Linked DNA regions of Mus musculus: all the other regions are linked to region 1. Evidence: chromatin contacts called from public HiChIP or PLAC-seq and promoter capture Hi-C data. All regions are on one chromosome and are shown on one strand. Each heading gives the region's core, a stretch centred on a gene start, on an enhancer-like site or on the middle of the called end of the contact. The rest is flanking DNA. Distances are from core to core; before and after follow the strand shown.

Region 1 (4,881 bases), core at 1,318-3,817:
TGGCTGAATTAGGCTCTTTGGCTTCAACTTCTACTTTGTCCAGTAGAATCCTCTTCACATGAGAAGCGCCTCCAAAGGGGCACCCTTCAGGGCTGTGCCCAGACAGGCTTTTGGTATTGTTTAGCTAGCCACTCAGGTCCTGTCCATGACTGTGGAGCTTTGGCAGTACAAAGGCCACTATCCCACTTGGCCATCTTGCCAGTGCCACAGGCCAGAATGAAAGAGCCCAGATCTCTAATATCAAGCCTATTTTCTCTTAGTACTCAGCACCATAACCAATTGCTTCCCTGACATTACACCTTAGATGACTCTGTGGATCATACTCAAAGAATAATCTTTCTTTTGAAATATATTATTTTCTGGCCAGGTATAGTGTTGCACCCCTTTAATTCCAGCACTTAAAAAGCAGAGGCAGGTGGATCTCTGTGAGTTCAAGGCCAGCCTAGTCTACAAAGTGAGTTCCAGGACAATCAGGGCTATTATATAGAGAAACCCTGTCTTGAAAAACATTAAATATGTGTGTGTGTATGTATATATTACATATGTACATATCATATGTATATATTATAATTATGTGTGATACATGTGTATATATGAATATTACATATATATTCTAATCATACTTACATACATTGTGCTGGCTGGTTTTGTGTGTCAATTCGACACAATCTCGAGTCATCAGAGAGGAAGGAGTCATAATTGAGGAAATATCTTGATGAGATCCAGCTTTTTTTCTCAATTAGTGATCAATGGGTGAGGCTCAGCCCATTGTGAGTGATACCATACAAGGCTGGTAGTCCTGGGTTCCAAAAGAAAGCTGGCTGAGGAGTAAACCAGTAAGCAGCACCCTCCATGGCCTCTGCACCAGCTCCTGCCTCCAGGTTCCCACATGCTTGAGTTCCTGTCCTGTAAGCCAAATAATCTCTTTCCTCCTCAATGTGCAAAGGCACATCGTGTTTCTTTCCAGCAATAAAAAAACCTAAAACAGGGCTGGTGAGATGGCTCAGTGGGTAAGAGCACTGACTGCTCTTCCGAAGGTCCTGAGTTCAAATCCCAGCAACCACATGGCAGCTCACAACCATCTGTAATGAGATCTAATACCCTATTCTGGAGCATTTGAAGACAGCTACAGTGTACTTACAAATAATAATAAATAAGTCTTTGAGTCAGAGTGAGCAGGGACTGAGAGAGCAGGGTTGACTGGAGTGAGCGGAGCTGACTGGAGCAAGCAGAGATCCTAAATTCAATTCCCAACAACCACATGAAGGCTTGCAACCATCTGCAACATCTACAGTGTACTCATATACATAAAATAAATAAATAAATCTTAAAAAAAAAACCCTAAAACAGTCTTACATAAACACCGTTGAAACATTTTAATTTTGTATATGCAGTGAAATAGGGATTTAAATTCTTTCTCCTTTCGCATGTGAATGTTCAGTATTTTCATTAGTAATTATATTGTACCTACTAATTTTTAATTTTGTATGGGTGTTTTTGTCTGAATGTGTTTATGAACCGCATTCAGGCTTTGGCTTGGTGCTGAAAAAAGTATCTGATTCTTGGGACTAGAGTTACAGGCAGTTTTGAATGCATGCATGGGTGCTGGGACTCAGACTTGAGTCCTCTGGAAGAGTAGCCAGTGCTCTTTGACTACTGGGTCATTTATAGTTGGCTCATTACTATTTACAGAAAAGATTATTTTACTAATGTCTTGTTCTGTGAAGGGTTTTTGATTTAAGTTTTCATTTTTCCCCCTTTACTTATTATAACCTTAATCCTCCTTGAATGCTTGTGCAAGGTCACTGTATTCAAAGGAAGCAGTTTAGGTCTTTCTATGACACAAGGCAACTAGTTTATGCGTTGGAAGGCGCTCCTGCCTACAACTTCAAAACTTTCAGTAGCATTTTAGTTGTCTGTAGCCACCAAGACTTTGTTCTAGCTGGGGGTGTGGTGGCACTTGGGAGGCAGAGGCAAGAGGATCTCTACGAGTTGGAGGCCAGTCTGGTTGACATTGCAATGTTCTATAATAGCCAAGGCTATTAGTGAGACCCTGCCTCAAAACACAAGAACAAAAGATGTGTCCTGAAGGGTCGTCTTTTTGTGCCCCCTCATCTCCCCCGCCCCCAACAGGGTTCTATGTCCTGTCCTGGAACTCACTTTGTAGATGAAGATGGCCACGAACTCACAGAGATCCGGTAGCCTCTGCCTCTATCACCCGGAGTCACGAATGTGGCAACAGCAAGCATGAGGGGCCTATAAAAATACTATACGGGTAATTCACTATATTCAGTGAGGGTTGGTCCGGGCCTCAGAAGCGCGCAAGTCGTCCCACCGGGAGGAGCCTAAGCAGTCAGTTTGACCCCAGACATTCGGCCTGCAGGCAAAGCGCTGGTCTCCCTGAGGGCTGCGGCAGCGGGCCTGATTCTCCCTCCCTCCGAAGTCCTAGCAGTTCTCTTGCTCCAGGCAAGTAGTTTACAACCTGGAGGATTTTAGCCCCCGGCCTTCCTTACGGCGTTTTCCCGCTTCCTTTTCCCGTCTTCGCTAACTCGCCTCTGCGCGCAGCGGAAGTGACGCAAGACGTAGAGGAAGTCCCTGCAGCCGCGGTGTTGTGCTGTAGAGAAGGGACGGATTTGTAAACCTCAGAGTGAGGTTCTGCCTGCCGGAGGCCGCAGTGGTGCGGAGACCCCCGGGTGAATCCACGTCACCATGTCTGACCAGGTACCGGGCCGGGGCCTTAGGGCTCAGGGCCGTCGGCCGCGGGCTGGGGCCCTGGACTGAGGCGCGGGGGAGGGGGCGGCTGGAGAAGGGGGCTGCCCGTGGGGAGGGGGCCGCGAGGGACGCGGGGCGCCTGGCGGAGTCGGGCCAGGCCGCCTGGGACCCCGGGGCTCTGGGTTCCACGCGCCCTCCGCGCCCCTCTCCGAGGCCCCTACCCCCGCGCCACCCGGCGCCGGGGCTCTCTCGACGGCGCCCAGGTTTCTCGCGGGCTCGCAGGGGGCCCAGGCCCGCTCCCTTGTCCCCGAGAGCAAGCTGAGGGGAAAACGACCGTTTCCCTTCGGACGACGGATGGCAGAAACCAGGCCCTAGGCCCAGTTATGTAACGGGAGGGAAATCCCCGACTGGGAGGCTAGGTGGCCCTGAAAAGCAGCTCGACTCCACTTTGGGTTCTTGGTCCCGGAGAGTGGGGGGCGGCCGGGGAGCCGTGTCTGAGGTGACTGGGAGCCCAGAGGACGCTGCTTTTCCGTTGTGTTTGCCTGGAGGGTCCGTCCATCTCTGCACACCTCAGTCTTTTTTTTTTTTTTTTCCTTCCGGGGGTGCGGAACGGTCCGCTCTTTCGCTGTACTTTCCATTTCTTACTCGGGATTGGTCCATCAACTCTCCAGTTCTCAGAGCGCTCAGAATAACCGAGAAACAGCAAACTGTGTATGGAGTGCCACCACCAACAAGCCATTTCGTCTGGGCTTTAACCAGCAGATGCTTGGCACTTTAAAAAAAAATATAGCACGTTTTTTGTTCTTTGATAATCAGATGACGCATTTAGATTATATGCACCCCCAAACCTCTCTTCCAGAAGTTTCTGAACTAATTTTCGAAGAAATAGAGAAAAAAAAAGTTATCCGTGTTGTACAATTGCAGAATATTTGCAGAAAGCTGTCAATTAGTAGTAAAACAGTGTGTCTCGGTTTTGGAATCAAGGATTTGCATGGTATTTGCCTTCAAATAGGAGTGACTCCTTGCCACCTAAATTTTTCTTCATCCTATTTTAGTTACTACCTTTGTGGCTAGTTTTTATATACATAAGGTTTTGGTCTGACTTTGCTTTGGTTTGCTCAGATGACTTAATTTTCAGAGTATTTTTTTTTTAACTTTTTCTTCTTTTGTGATAATTATTCAGTAAACTTTTTCATTCAACTTCACAATGTAGTTGGACTTTTTTAAAAAAAAAATTTGTTGTTGTTGTTTGAGACACGGATTTTCTGTGTAGCCTTGGCTTTCTAGGAACACTCTGTAGACCAGGCTGGCCTCCAATTTATAGAGATCGGCCTGTTTCTGTCTCCTGAGTGCTGGGATAAAAGGCTTGTGCCACCACAGACTGGCCAGGGTGGTTCTATTTTTATAGCCTATCTACACTGTAGACTAATTGTGGCATGGATTTACTTATTAATAATCTGAATTAATCCTCTTTTGGGATAGAAATGACTTTATGAATAATTTGTTTATGACAGTTGTTTACTTAGTTACCAGCTCAGAAAGATCAGCTGTAAATGCTTAAGTCCTGGAACTCTGTAGACCAGGCTGGCCTTGAACTCAGAAATCCCCCACTACCTCCCAAGTGCTGGGATTAAAGGCGTTGCCACCACGCCTGGCCTTTGTTTTTTCTTTTCTTTCTTTCTTTTTTTTTTTTTTTTTTTTCTTTTTTTTTTGGGTTAATGCTTAAGTTTCATCAGCCTTCTATTTTGGAAGAGCTAGAAAGCATGTTAGCCTGAAGAGAGGGCAACACACAGAAAGAGTTCTAAGTTTTAGGATTAGTTTTGCTCTAGTTTGAACTCACATTATATAAGGATATGGAGAAAGAAAGGAGGACCCAAGGGCACACACAGGGTTTCAGGGGATCGCAAAGTCACACTGTTGCTTGCTGTAGCACTCACCTCACTGGTCACCGGGGTTATTAGGTGTTGGACCTAGGGCCTCCCACATGTGCTTGCCAGGCAAGTGCTACAGCCTCATTTTTTCTTTTACTTTGTTTCACTAAGTTGCCTAGGTTGGACTGTAGCACAGCTTGCCTTTGAACTTGAACCTGGACTTCTCTCAGCCTTGCAGAGTAGCTGGGATTACAGAGTTATACTGTCACGCCTAGATGGTGTGTGTGTATGTATGTGT
Region 2 (4,881 bases), core at 1,059-3,558, 510 kb before region 1:
TAAGTTAACCAACAGACTGGGAATGAATGGTTCTCTGATCATTGCTGTATCTTCAAAGTACTAACGTAGATCCTCACTTGAGAAACACCCTTTAAGGAACACCCTTCCCAATGGCCTAAGATCAAATTTACTATGCAAAAATTTACATGAAGGAAGTCAAAGAAATGTATTTCTGAATGGCAAAATGATAGGCCTGAATCAGATATTTCTGAATTCCAAACTCACAACTACACCAGTTCTCCCGAATAAAAGGATAATTACAATACCTACCTCACTAGAACCTAGTTAGTATTAAATGAGATAATGCTAGTATATGCTAACATAATGTTAATCCTGTAATAACTACCTCAATCAATAACCTTCAAAAATAATTTAAAAGGTTGATTAAAAAAAGTTTAGGGGAAGGGGGAAAAAAAAGTTTAATGTCCAAACAAAACTGTCTTTACCCCCAATTAAGGGAAGAAAAAAATAGCAGAAAAATAAAATATTTGGGGCAGATAAGATGGCTCAATGGGTAAAGCACCTGCCACACAATCCTGATGACCTAAATTCAATCCTAGGAACCTATATAAATGTGGAGAGGGACAACCAAATCCACACAATTGTCCCCTGACCTCTAAAAAAGTACCAAGGCACCCATGTGGCCCCCCCACATATCCTACAAACAATAAGAGTTTTATTTTTCTTTTATAGGTACAATCTACCTATATAATTTTGAGATCACTGAAGATATATCAAAGAAATATTTGTAAGTTTTTAATAGCAGGCCAATATTGTCAATGTACTCAAAACTGAAAAATAAATATGGGAAATTCAAGATCTCTTACATGTTTTTTAAAATTTATTTATTTCTCTTGCATGTTTTTTAAATTCAGGATGGGGGAGTTGTTTGGGGTTCTGTTTTGAGAATTGCAGCCCTGGCTGTCCTGGAAATGTCTTACGTCCACTAGGATAGACTCAAACTCACATAACACCACCTGGCCCGGCATTGTTCTAGGACTCTGTTCTGGGACTAAAGGTATGCACCACCACACCTGCCAGTTCAGGATTATCAATATGCACAAACACACTACACAATAAGGTCATAATGCTGGATACAAAATTTTATAATCAAGTAATTTTAAGTACAGAAATAAAAGGAAAGCAAATTACCTTTGTACAATAAAGCATCCAAAGTTCAAAGAGCCTCTCTCTGGCTGCCATTCTGGCTTTCCACTCTGGTACTTTAATATTTCCTCAAAAAGACGGTTCAAGACCATATCATATTACTTTATTTTCCAAGTTTATCAGCCGTTACAGTAAAGCTCAAAGCAGTGGAATAAACAAAAAAAAAACAAAAAAAAAAATTCGTAGAACAAATAAGACTGTCTCAGGTCAATAAGGGTCAATTTCAGCAACTACTCCAACACTTCTTCATCAGGGGTAGCTGGTCTCGTAAATAGGTCTGTGAAATACAAAAATATCCTAAGTTTTTTTAAGCCACATTTGAAAAAAAAAAATCCAGATATCCGTCTGCCTTGATCACCCCATTCAAAGGGATAAATTTTTAATGTGATTAGATATTCCAGAAACTCCTGTTTGGCACACCACGACTAATGATCAACATAAAATACTAAAACCTTCCAGGCAGATTCACAACCAAAACTGCGGTAGATGGGAAGGAAGACGGCTCCCTACTCACGCCTTCCTTTAACCAGGAGCACAGATCAAACACAACAAATATCCGAGATTTCTCGCCAGCTTCTTAAAAGTTGCTGGGAATGTTTGCTGCGTTGCAGGGCAGGGCGTGGGGGGAGGGCCCGAGGAATTCCTGGTTTGTTTGTTTTAACCATCCACACAGCGAAAGTCATCCTGCCTACCTGGCTTCCACCTCTCCACCCAAGAAGAAAGGGGCTCACACACCGTGGCAAGGACCACCTCCCGTGGGACGACCCCAGACCCCGCCTCGCAGCAGTCCGGGGACCTTTCCATTTCCTCCCTGCGTCCCCGTTACGAACAAGAGAGACAAACGTCAGGCGTGCCAATCAACTTCAGAAGCGCGGCCCGGAGCGCTCTGGGACCCAGACCCGGGACCCACGCCAACCGGCCGCAGCCAGACCCGCCCGGGCCGGCCGCGCCCCCTCGCCCGCCGCCGCCGCCCCTCAGGCTGCAGCCCTGCGCCGCATTCCCCCGGGCCTTCCCGCCCCGCGGCAGCCTCCGCCCGACCTCGGCGTCCCCTCACCACGCTCACAGGCCCGCCGGCGCCACCCCGCCGCGGGCTAACTTGCTGCCCTCCGCCCTGCCCGCGGCGAAGCCCCGTGTCACCCCGAAGCCGGGCGGGAGGCGGAGGCGGAGGCGGGGTAGCGCCGACGCGGGGTGGGAGGAGCCAGGGGCGGAGCAGCCCCTGGGCTAATCATTCCGGCCTCTGGGGATTTACCCGGCCCTCCGGCAGCCGCTCCTCGAGGGCCGCTCAGCCCCGAAGCCCCTCCCCCGGCATGCCTGCGCAGCCGCAGTGCCCTCGCTCAGGCTCTGAAAGCGGTCGGAGCCAGCCTGGGCATTCCGGTCAGTAGTCACCCAGCTGGACGTGAGGGCCGACGTGCTGACGTCGCTCCCCGCCCCTGCTAGGTGGGGCGGACGGAACTTTCCTCGCCTGGCGGCGCCTCTGCGAATCAGCTGAGGACCGGCGACCCTAGGGCGTCTCGAAGGGATCTCGATTTGATTTCTTTGTAGAAATGGGATTGGTCCTGGGACAGAGCTCAAAAGCGAAAAAAGAAGAAAAGAAATCTTTACCTGTTCTGGCGTCGTTGCCTTTGTACTGTCACTGCCATTCTGTGTCTGTTCCAAGGAGACTGCTGTACGGAATGAGTTCCGTCTTTCAGAAAAAGAAGCAAAAGGCAGTCTTATTAGCTGCACACACTTTCTTAAGGTTGTTGTTGTTGCTATTGTTTTAAGAGAGGAGAAAAGCGTAAGATTAACCTTTTAAATCTAAACATTTAAGAAACTATTGTGAAATTTTACAAACATATAAAAAAATCAGTTTTAGAGCAGCTTAGCATCTGAGATGCCCTGTGTTTGATTCCTAACAAGCACACACAAGGAAACAAAGTAATAAAATGAACTTCTATATGTAATCACTAAGCTTCAGAAATAATCGAAGCCACCCTGAAGAAACAGGTCTGTGATCTAGCACTTAGGAGATGGAGGGAGAGAGATCAGGAGTTCAGCGCTGACATGGGCTACCTAGCAAGTCTGGGACCAACCTGTGCCGCATGAGACCTTGCCACAAAAGAAAAGAAGAAGAAAGGAAAGGGAGGGAGATGACTTGCTGTGCAAGCCAGACCTCCTGAAATGCAAGATGGAGACTGGAGGGCCAGCGAGCCCTGGCCACAAACAAGAGACCCTAGCTCACTAAATGGAAAGCAAGAACCTACTCATGAAAATTATCCTCTGGCATATACACATGCACAATAGATAAATAAATGTAAAGCTACTAATGCCATCATGGGGGTTCACTATGTGACCTTTATTTTTAAAATATACTAATGCCCCCACATGCCCTGTGTGCGTCCTTGTGCCACATATGTTTGTATACCCTCTGAGGCCAGAAGATATCTTATCCCTGGGAGCTGGAGGTCTGGGTGGGGGTGGGGGCTCCTGACATGGGTGCTGGGAACATTGTCTTGTGTGCTGCAAATGCTCTTAACCACTGAGCCATCTTCCAGCCCTTATCTATTCTCGCTTATTAGATTAATCTACAAGTTTTTCTTGTCAAGAATCACAGGATAAATAATTCCGTTTTGCAGACCATGCAGTAGCTTGGATATCAAAGGTGAAAGTAAATTTTGTGATTCTGTCACCAAAATGTAGAGTTCCCGTTATCCTTCACAACAAACATCAATGAGTAGAGGACGGGAATTAAATCATTAAGCTTCAGTAACATTATTTAAAAACCCTGTGATCTGAGGAGACAACTGATTAACAACAGCCTATTCACTTACCTTCTGATCTCCAGCCAGTTTGGCTGGAACAGAGTGGAAACAGAGGCAATCAATCATTCCAAAGTTTATACTCTTCCTTCTCTGGTCAGGTGGGCAGCCTTGTCTCTGAGATTCTCAGTGTTGGAGCTTCTTTGTCTGCTGATTCTCTCTCTCTCTCTCTCTCTCTCTCTGTGTGTGTGTGTGTGTGTGTGTGTGTGTGTGTTTGCCTCATAGTCTCAAAAGCACAAAGCCCTGTATTCCTCCCTAGGATCAACTGGGCTAAGGGTTAACACAAAACAAGCAAACCATTAGCAGTGCTGAGCTAGCTATTTACAATGTGTGCCTGAAGACTTCTTTCTGTGATATGAAGAACAAATGTGCCTTTATAAGGTTTGAAAGGCCTCTTCTCCCGTTGATATGTGAGTGTTAGATGAAAGTTTTCTTAACACTGCCACACCTGTTCACCATTGCCCTTAGTTACTTTCACTCCATCAGGACAGAGTTAAGAACAAGTTGTTTGCAAAGTATACCTTCAAAGTTCCTTGGCTAGCTTTGGGACAGAGTTTCACTATGTAGCCTTGGCTAGCCTGTAGTAACTTGCTAAGTAGACCAGGCTGGTCTTGACCTCATAGAGATCTGTACACTTCGGCCTCCAGAATGCTAGAACTCAAAATATGCACCACCACAGTTGGGCTTCTTTGTTTTTTTAATTTGTAGATTTTATTTTATGTGACATGAATGTCTGTGTACTCACATACCCCTGTGTGTTCCACCTATGTTAGTGCAGTGCCTACAGAGGGTATCCTTGGGGCTGGAGTTGCAGACAGGTATTAGCCATCATATGGGTGCTTGGATTGAAGATCTTCTGGAAAGCAGCGTTCTCTCTAGCCCCTCCTTCAGCTTTTTATACAAAAACTACTCTTTA
Region 3 (4,881 bases), core at 1,624-4,123, 410 kb after region 1:
TGACTACTGTTAAGTCATTATTTTCTCTATTGGATTTCTGTAAGCTAAGGGATAAGGTTTTCCAACTCTCCTACCCTTACTACAAGGTAGATGAAAGCCCCTACCCCACCTTCAAACCAGGTACATTTGGGTTTTAGATAACCATTCTTTTTTTCCAACCATTTGGTATATTTTGCAAATGCAGAACACAGTTTAAAGATTTAGGAAAGAATAAGAAAAGCCTTAAAGAAACCAACTTGCTTTCTCACAAGGTAGTAATTGTTTGGGGGGTCAACAGTGGAGAAAGTCTACCTTCTTCAGTGGTTGATTTTAGCTAGGTTTTTATTGGTTCCGTTTGGTTTTTTGTTGTTTTGTTTTTGTTTTTTTAGTTAGTTAGTTTGTTTGTTTGTTTGTTTTGTTTCTCAAGGCTGTTAAAATCACCATGCTGGGGCTGGCAACATGGCTCAGTGGTTAAGAATGCCGACTGCTTTTGTAAAGGTCCTGAGTTCAAATCCCAGCAACCACACGGTGGCTCACAACCATCTGTAATGAAATCTGATGCCCTCTTCTGGAGTGTCTGAAGACAGCTACAGGGTGCTTACATATAAACAAACAAACAAACAAATAAATACTTACATGTAAATAAATAAATAAATAAATAAATATTTTTTAAAAAGACAAACATATAAGAGTACTGACTGCTCTTCCAGAGGTCCTGAGTTCAATTCCCAGCAACCACATGGTGGCTCACAACTATCTGTAATGGAGTCCGATGCCCTCTTCTGGTGTGTCTGAAGACAGCAACAATATACTCATATAAATAAAATAAAATCTTTTTAAAAATCCAAAACCATACAAAACAAAACAAATGCTCTACCATGTCTACCATCCTTTTGTTCCAGATGTCCTGCCTCAGTCCCAAAGACTGAATGTGTGTGCTGTCAGTTGGCCTTGTAATGCAATAGGAGATGCCCTCATCAAAAGTCTTCATGAGTCACTTACCTGCTGATGCCCTTGTAAACTTTGGCATAAGAACCTTCACCCAGCTTCTCCAAGTTCAAGTAAGATGAGGCTGCCCCAAAAGGGAGGCTCTTCTTCTGTTCAAAGGGTGGGGTGAGAGGTGGGAAGACAGAAAGAACACATAAAAAATATGACTTATATTTTCCCTAGGGACATTAGATAGCAGTGTGTGTGTGTGTGTGTGTGTGTGTGTGTGTATCTGTCTTTCTGTCTGTCTGTCTATCTGTGTGCATGTTTGTATGTATGTATGTGTTCGTGTGTGTCTATGTGTATGTGTTTGTGTATATGTCTGTGTCCATGTCCATGTGTGTCTGTCTCTGTGTCAGTGTCTGTCTGTCTGCATGTGTGCCTGTGTATGTCTGTCTGTGTGTTGTGTGTGTATACCTGTTTGTGCATGTGTGTGTGTGCATGTTTGTATGTGTATGTGTCTGTCTGCATGTGTGCCTGTGTATGTCTGTGTGTTGTGTGTGCATGTCTGTTTGTGCATGTGTGTGTGTATGTGTGCATGTTTGTATGTGTATGTGTCTGTCTGCATGTGTACCTGTATATGTCTGAGTGTTGTGTGTGCATGCCTGTTTGTGCATGTGTGTGTGTGTGTGTGCATGTTTGTATGTGTATGTGTATGTGTGTGTCTGTATATGTGCCTGTGCATGTGTGTCTGTGTGACTGTCTCTCTGTGTGTGCATGTGTGTGTATGTCTGTGTATCTGTCTATGTGTAAGTGCACTTGCAAGCCCACACAGGCATCCCTGGAAGGTGAGGGCTAGCTTCCCTAGACAGGCACCCATGAAATTCTCCTTGATGCCTGTCAGCAGTTCACTCACCCATGGCAACCCCTGCCTCAGATTCTCTTCCTGAAAAGAATCACTGTTACTCCGGGGCCTTTTACTCTTCAACTTCTGGGCACTGGCAGCCTCCAGTCCCCTGGGGTGAAATGAAGCCGTGGAACTGGATGCTTCTGTTAGCTAGAGGAAAAGAACGTACAGGAGCAAAATGTGTACAAAGTCACAATGTGATGGCTGGCAAAACCTTTTCTTTGTTTTATTTGCCTGTTTTTGGTTTGTTTGTTTGTTTGTTTGTTTTTGGTTTGATTGTTTGTAAGCTTCCCACACCCCTGAAAGGCAGGTTTCCTGAAAGTCAGATCTCTTAGAGACAACCATGGTACCAATTACTGAAATACTAAATTTTTCCTTCACCTACACAGTTTAACCCAGTCTCCTTAAGGGTGTCTCCCAATTTCTTCATTTAACTCAGTTTCCTCCGTACCTGCCCACCTTCCTTGGTACTTAATGTAATGCCTTAGAATAATTTAGTAAGATACTGCTAATAATCACGAGCTAATTACTGAAACTGAGAATCCACAGCGGACCTACCGGTATGGCAGCTTGCCCTCTACAGTTCAGCCCTGCAATTTAGTGGCTCAGAGACGTCCAGAGAAGAACCACTTTCTCTATTTCAAGTCAAAAGCGGCCAAACCCAAGGCTTATTCCCCTCTTCTGGTTTACAAGTACATCCCCAAACTTGATAACTACAACCATAAATCCTCTGTGACTTTAATAGAATTTTCTTTTTATGAGTTTAGACCTACCGCAGAGGAATAAGACTCTGTTACAAAAGGGAGTGTCTGTCTGAATTGCTTGGTTTACTAATAAAGAAAGATGCTCCTCCCGGGATACGAGTACCTCGAATACAGCAGGCTCGGTGCTTCCAGGCTGGCTTCTCTGACAGCTGTGCGCCTCCCCTCCCTCCGAACGGTGGTAGCAACTGCATCCTGGCTGTAGCCTCTTTGCACACAGCTCTTGACCCATACTAGCCCAGGTTCAAGGAGAAAACCCGCCCTTGAACCTCTTCCCACCCGCCTCTTCTCATTTGCTCCCCCTCTGCCAGAGGTCAGCAGAGAGGAGCTTCTCTGTGACTCACACGAGGGCTCTGCCTGGAGCAGTCTCATGACTTCAGCAGTTTTAGCTCATCAGTGCAAAGAATGCATCAGAACCGCAGCAGCTAGCGCTCATGTGTGCACACTCAAAAACAAGGAGGCTCTGCCCGAGAGAATACAACTGGGCACACTGGAGTAAGCTCTCTCTCACTCCAGCCACAAGTCAGTTCTGTGGATACACTCGCTTTCCCAGAATGTGCATAACCCTAGTGTTTATTGGCCTACCCTGGGGCTAAAGTGGTCATGCTGAGGGGTGTTCTATCCCTTGCTTTCATCTGAAAGCCTCTTGGGTTTCAAACTTGTTTTTCTTTTGAGGCAGTCTCTCCCAGCAGCCCAGCTAGTTTCCAAGTGGAGGTAATCCTCCTGCCTCAGCTTCTCCAGTCCCGGGATTGCAGATGAGAGCCATCTGACTCAGATTGGTTTTTCCAACATTAAAATGAGTTTGCAAACTAGCCAACTTTTAGAGTCAAAGGAACCACAGAACGGTGGTATGGAAAGAGAGCTGAGGATTCTGACTCCTTCTCTGCCTCCAAACGAAAGTCAATCTCAGTCTGACAGGGCAAAGCTATTCCTTCAAACACTAGTGATTACCTGTGTTGCTAATACTCTACAAATAGTGGAGAGTCAGGGTGGAGAGCGGAGTTTGAGCTGGGTATGATGGACCCAAGACCTCTGGAAGAGCAGACAGTGCTCTTAACTGTTGAGCCATCTCCCCAACCCCCAGTGGCACACTTGTAATCTCAGTACTTTGGAGACTGAAACAGCAGGGTGATGAGTTCAAGACTAGTCTGGACTACATAATGAGATTCTTTTCAAATTTCAAATAAAGAGGAAACAGAAACTGTGTGAGAGTGTGGTGTGTGTGAGTGTGGTGTGTGTGAGAGTTTGGTATATGTGTGAGTGTTTGTGTGAGAGTTTGTGAGAGTGTGGTGTGTGTGAGAGTGTGATGTGTGTGTACATGCACATATCTCCTCATTCCCCCATTCCTCCCTTCCTTTCATATCAGTATAATTAATGTTTAGTGTCTATAAATACTATATTAGTACTTGGCATTTCTAGGAATCTAATCTGGATCAAACTGCTTTGTAGTCTGTGATTGTAGATAGAACTCTTTTTCTATGAGAGGTGCATAATATTATTTCCATCATAATATGTCAATCACAATAACATACACAACAATATGAGAAAGGGGGCTATGTGTTATCACAACAGTACCCTGGATAGTTAACTTCTGAACTTTCCTCCGTTAAATCTTTACTTTTATGTGATCTAATTGTAGTGGTTTGAATAGAAATGGCCCCCATAGACTCATACATTTGAATGTTTGGCCCATAGGCAGTGAAGGCATTAGGAGGTGTGGCTTTGTTGGAGTAGGTGTGCCTTTGTTGGAGGAAGTGTTTCATTGTAAAAGTGGTCTTTGAAGTCTCATATGCTCAAGCTAGCCCCAGTAGTCTCCTGCTGCCTGTGGATCAAAATGTAGAACTCTCAGCTCTTTCTCCTGCACCATATCTGCCTGCACATCACCACCATGCTTCTTGCCTTGATGCTAATGGACTGACCCTCTGAAACTGTAAGCCAGCCCCAGCTAAGTGTTTTCCTTTATAAGAGTTGCGATGGTCACGGTGTTTCTTCACAGCCATGGAAACCCTAAGACATTAACCTTGAGCATATATTTTAAGTTTTATTTCAAAATAGCTACAAGCAAGCAAGCAAGGTATAGGGTCCATGCCTTCATTGTCAGCACTTGGGAAACAAGCAAGACGATTGCCATGAGTTAGAGGTCAGTCTGGGTTCCAGAGTCAAAACAAAGACAAAAAGAGAAACAATTTGCTACATACGATCTAAGGCAAGTCCATTCAAGGATTTACTAAATAAAGTTTGAGACACTTAGAGAGAGAAAGTAAGAGACCAATGATGCACAATGGATAGGGACTAGGCATAAAATCA
Region 4 (4,881 bases), core at 1,552-4,051, 360 kb after region 1:
TGGCCCTGCTGCGTTCCTGGCAGGCGAGTAATGAGGGTTCTTCTAGGGAAGGCTCTGCAGGCACAAGGTGGGTAGGCATATGATGGCAGTTTAGATGTGGGGAACGGACAGGTACAGGCTTAACAGGCACTCAGACACACATAGGTAGGTGCTTAAAAACCTGAACATCAACTTTAACGATGTGGGAATCCAGACAACGTTTGGGCCCACGCAAGGCAAACTAAAAGTCAGTTGTGGTGCCTCAAGGTACGCTGGGCTTCCTGAAAGAGGCCAGGATCCCCAAGGTTCTAACTATAAAGAAAAGAGACAGTGTGTTCTTCAACACCCGTCGTGGTAGCTATACCATGGTGGGTCACTGAGCAGCTGGCCTCGAACACTGTGGCAACAAGAATGGAAGCATAGCTTTGGTGGGGCTTTTCTGAGAAGCTAGGCTCTGTGGCAGATACAGTTCAATGATAATTTTTCAGTACTGTGCTGTAAAAAGATTCAGGGAAACAATATGATAAAGAGAAATAGAGCAAAGCTGGATACTGACTCCCGTCCTTTTCAGTCAGGAAACGTCTCTCTGTGAGCCTGGGAAAGCATGTCCTCACCTGTCCTCCAACACTGACCCAGGCAAGTAGCAGTAGAGATTAGCAATTATGTGCAATAAATATTATATATAATATGTAGTATACTGTATATATGTATCATTACATATTGTGCATATACTTATGTATACTTCCTGGTACACAGGGAATATGTTTTAAATGATAGGCTAGCTCCCATTTTATGGCTCAGAGAACTGAAAGTAAAAAACTCCCTCAAGTTCTCCCAGACAATAAATGGAGGAACTTGGACTTTCCACTCAGAAGGTAGCTCCCTCCCTCTGAGTTCAGCCCAGGAAATCTCTCTCTCTCAGCAAGTTACTCATGGCTGCAGCTGACACCAGAGCAGAGGCAGTGTTAGCCTGGATTCTGCGATTTGCTCAGAGTTCTCTGAACCAACACATTAATGGTTTTTTATCCCTTTTGGGGAGAGGATGATTTTCAGTCCAGTATTTGTCTCCTGCATGACTCCCACAGCTCTTACACTGTTATATATATATGTATACATATATATATATACACATACATACATATATATATATATACATACATACATATATATGCCATATATATGCCATATATATGCCATATATATACATACATATCTATATCTATACCATATATATGAAATGATAATTACATAATTCCCCTCCTCCCTTTCCTCCTTCCAACTTTGTACATGTATCTCCCCATGCCTCCCTCTCCCTCTCCTTCTCCTTCTTCCTCTCTTTCTCCCTCTCCCTCTCTCAAATTCAAGATCTATCCCTAAATACATAAATACAACATGCTTAGTCCATTTAATGTTACCTGTATGTACAATCAGCCCTGAGATCATATACATGCAGGGAACATCTTAAAGTGGTTTTACAGTCAGAAGGAGAATTCAGGAGTGAAGCTCCACCATCTGACTAGATTGCTGCTGTCCTTCCCAGTTATTTCTTGCTTCCACCTAGTGGTTAAAAGTTGCAAAAGCAAGCATACCAAAAAAAAAAAATCAAAAAAACAAAACACAACAGGGTGTGGGCAAGGGCACAGATGGATTCCGGTGCCTGTGCCTCTGGGCTTTTTCTGCGTGCAGCTTTTTTTTTTTTTTTTTTTTTTTTTGCCTTTTTGACTTCCACTAAGTTCCCCCAGTGAAAAAACTCCCCAGATGAGGTGCTCTTTCCTGGAACTGAAAACCAGCCTAATCCCGGATGCTTCCCTGTGGCTGAGCTCATGAGGAAATCAGGCGTGCTTTTCAGCAGATATTTCTTTAAAAGTCCTAACAGCCTCAGTGGATGCTGCTCCCTTCTCTATGGGAACAGGCATCAAAGAGACAGGAGTAAAGTGCTTTGCACGCACATCAGGAACTAATTGCCAATTTGGCAAATGCATTGACTAATGTCACGCACTGTTATTTCTAAATCCTCTCCTGTCCTTGACCCCCAGTATCTAGATGTAAACTTGGAACCATTAGTGAAGAAGGATAAAGTCTTCTGGTGCCTCAAATGGAATTGAGAGGGATTTAAACTCAGCGCTTTTGAGCGTGGTGAAATGAACTCAGCAGTACCTTAATGCTAGGATTTGAGCTCACCCAGCGTGAGAGCTTTCAAAAACTGTGTTTAAGGAAGCAAACAGAGCCCGGCAGACCCTTTCAGGGGAGCAAACAGGGCTGGACCGAACAGTCAGTGACACATTAAAAACCACAACTGCGCTGTGATCATGTGGGCAGAAGAAAAAGTTCCTCTTTATCACAAGATCTTTGCATCTAATGAGACGGTGCCTGGACTGCCTCCAGAGAAGCAGGCCTCCGTATATGTTAACAGAGACACGTCTAAATATTTAGCTGATTCCCTGAAAAGCCCTATGTGATTTTGAAGCAAACAGGTCTCCAAGGTAAGACCTTGTCGTCTGTTGCCATTGAAAATCTAGACAAAAAGGGGACTTGGAAAAGAAAAATTAAATATATATATATATATATATATATATATATATATATATATATATATATATATATATATATATATATATATATATATCGTGATCAAAAGCATGAATGCTACCATTTCATTTTCTCTCAGAATGAACTATATTTTAATGCCCTTCAAGGGCTTAGGACAAACACCACAGCAGTTGTTACATTGTCTCAACTGAGTCTGTTTCTCTTCTCTGGTAGGCTTTCTGTCTGGATAGGGAAACCCGCACTGTGTGGGTGGGCATAGCCTCTGTTTAGTTGGCCTCAGAATGCCTGAGGTTCCAATGACTCTGAGTGCATTTTCTTGTGAATGGAGGGAGGAGGTACCAAGGCTGGGGGAACTTTGTAAAAACATCTAAAGGCTTCTGTTGCTCAAATTCACACTACTGTCTCTCGGTTAATAGACCTTAGCCAAGATGAACATCTGGTTTGTTCTAAGCCTCTGGGTTCTCCAGTGCCACAAACCCAGCCCAGATAGCCTTGTCAGTTGGGGCTTTAACCTCTTCAGACATTGGGGTAGAAGAATTCCCTTTAGGACTCTATCTTTGCTTGGGGCTGCTTAGGGAGAGTCACTAAAATCTCCCCCTCCCCCATGCAGGCCAGCAGCCTCAGTGCCGTCAGCTTGATTAATGTGTCTTGGCTAATTGTGTGAAAGATAGCAGCCCTTTAATGAGTGTGACCAGTGTATTGTTCAGCCAATCATAGACACCTCCGTTAGCATGTGAAAGGGGGGTGCCTTGCAGGAGGAGGCTAGGGAGTGCTGGAGGCTGAGTCAAAGGATGAGAGTTTGGGGTGGGGTGGGGGTGAAGAGCAACACCCACTCCTTTGAGGGGAAGTTACCGTGCTCTGCTAACCCTGCAAACCTCCTAGTCAAAGAGCTTTTTCTCCTCCCTCTTTTTTCAAGATCTGTTTTTTTCCCCCATGGCACAAGCAGGCAAGGCCCCGGCTACTCTGCAGATGGAGTTCACGTCGCAGGGTTTTTAATATTTCACTTTTATATTTCTGTTAGAGGATGATCCTGCTGAGAGTCTGGGAATCCAGGCTCGTCAGAACCCCCCCGCACTGACACTTGGATATACCGCTCTGAAAGCCATCCCAGGAGGAAAGATTAAACAACAACAAAAAAAGAGTCTATTTTTCAAAGCCTACTTCTCAATCTGCCCACATCAAAATAAGACAACTGGCCCTTTGAAGTGGAGGACAGACAGTTCTCAGCCAGCTTGCTTAAAGTGAGGAGTGGGGAAGGAGGAAGGAAGGAAAGAGGGAAGGAAGGGGAAAAGGGGCAGTCTTGTTCAAGATACATCCCTCTCTCCTTCCAGACTCACTCAGGTACAAGCAGCTACAATCAGCCACAGCCTAAAGCCCTGCTCACTAGAACTGGGAGAAAGCTAGTTCTTACTGGGGTCAGCACTGGGAGATTTTTAATGTCTCTACCAGAATCAGTATGGTTCCTTACCCAGGCAAGACTTACCCAGGCAAGGCCTAGCAATATCGGCCAATGGATGGAGGCTGTGCTGTTCACCCAAGTGCACAGCAGCCAAACATCTTTGATTGTGCTGGGTAGAGAGTGTAGCAGGACTTTAGCTCAGTAGTACACAGCACATGGATTTCTAAATGGCCAAATGACTGGAATGAATATTTCTTAAAAACAAAACAAAACAAAACAAAACAAAGTGACTGGCCAAGGAACACACACACACACACACACACAGAGTCACCAATAATCCTCAGAGAAATGAGCATCAGGACCAAGAGGCTAAGTCAAATGGCAGTTAGAGTAGACTCTGTCCACAAGACAAAAAGTAAGCTGGGTGTGGTGGGATATGCCACGTGGGAGGCTGAGGTAGAAGGGTCACTGTAATGTATGAGGCCAGCATGGGCTACAGAGTGAATTCCAGGCCAGCCTGAGCTATATAACAAGATTCTGTTATGTACCCCCAGATACAAATGATGGTGGTGGTGATGATGATGGTGGTGGTGGTGATGATGATGGTAAATGCCAGTAAGGATATGGAAAAAGTGGGGCTCTCACTATTCTCACTATTGCTAGGAATGTACGTGAGCACAGTTGCTATGGAAAGATTTATTAAATAAATCTTTATTTTAAAGAAAACCAGGAACAAACCCCCTAGGATCCTGTAGTCTCACTGCTGGGCAAATATCCAAGGGAGCTGAAGCCAGTGTGTTTCGTACACAGCTCTACTTGATGTCCACTGCAGCACTGCTTACACTAGCCAAAGCCTAATGGACTATGGTAGGCATCACTTGAAATAAAAATGGAAACCATGAATTGCTGTATACTCGTAACAGAATACTACATATTCATAAAAAGTAATGGGA

Evidence for each region. Promoter capture Hi-C pulls out the DNA fragments that hold promoters and counts their contacts. HiChIP or PLAC-seq counts read pairs in DNA pulled down with a chosen protein or histone mark.
Region 2: a contact with region 1 is called in an H3K4me3 HiChIP or PLAC-seq map of intestinal villus epithelium, with 6 read pairs. The contact joins the promoter of Nbeal1 here to the promoter of Sumo1 in region 1. A contact is called at or near these places in 10 of 39 promoter capture datasets (the 3T3-L1 cell line, the HPC-7 cell line, embryonic stem cells and 6 more) and 1 of 115 datasets of contacts at active chromatin or transcription factors (intestinal villus epithelium).
Region 3: a contact with region 1 is called in a promoter capture Hi-C map of liver, with 7 times the contacts expected there. The contact joins the promoter of Cdk15 here to the promoter of Sumo1 in region 1. A contact is called at or near these places in 19 of 39 promoter capture datasets (the 3T3-L1 cell line, 3T3-L1-derived adipocytes, the C10 cell line and 12 more), 1 of 484 Hi-C or Micro-C datasets (bone marrow-derived macrophages), 7 of 115 datasets of contacts at active chromatin or transcription factors (bone marrow-derived macrophages, craniofacial prominence, embryonic basal ganglia and 4 more) and 3 of 9 other capture datasets (adipose tissue, embryonic stem cells and macrophages).
Region 4: a contact with region 1 is called in an H3K4me3 HiChIP or PLAC-seq map of bone marrow-derived macrophages, with 3 times the contacts expected there. The contact joins the enhancer-like site here to the promoter of Sumo1 in region 1. A contact is called at or near these places in 5 of 39 promoter capture datasets (the 3T3-L1 cell line, the C10 cell line, frontonasal cranial neural crest and 2 more) and 3 of 115 datasets of contacts at active chromatin or transcription factors (bone marrow-derived macrophages, large pre-B cells and trophoblast stem cells).

Annotation. Positions count from the first base shown.
Region 1 is chr1:59,668,520-59,673,400 of GRCm38.p6, reverse strand. It overlaps Sumo1 (small ubiquitin-like modifier 1), which reads left to right and starts at 2,567. Exons shown (of 5, transcript NM_009460.2): 1 at 2,567-2,721. The coding sequence starts at 2,710.
Region 2 is chr1:60,178,026-60,182,906 of GRCm38.p6, reverse strand. It overlaps Nbeal1 (neurobeachin like 1), which reads right to left and starts at 2,308. Exons shown (of 55, transcript NM_173444.2): 1 at 2,222-2,308; 2 at 1,153-1,444. The coding sequence starts at 1,203.
Region 3 is chr1:59,254,898-59,259,778 of GRCm38.p6, reverse strand. It overlaps Cdk15 (cyclin-dependent kinase 15), which reads right to left and starts at 2,873. Exons shown (of 14, transcript NM_001033373.3): 1 at 2,681-2,873; 2 at 1,823-1,963; 3 at 982-1,076. The coding sequence starts at 2,806.
Region 4 is chr1:59,313,576-59,318,456 of GRCm38.p6, reverse strand. The region is part of intron 10 of Cdk15 (cyclin-dependent kinase 15); the gene reads right to left. Among named protein-coding and RNA genes, the nearest start is that of Gm51625, 52 kb to the left of the region's middle. Within about 2 kb of position 2,801, at least 95 of the 459 cell types and tissues checked have an H3K27ac peak or open chromatin away from gene starts, as enhancers often do. A contact at or near this core is called in bone marrow-derived macrophages, where this site is marked.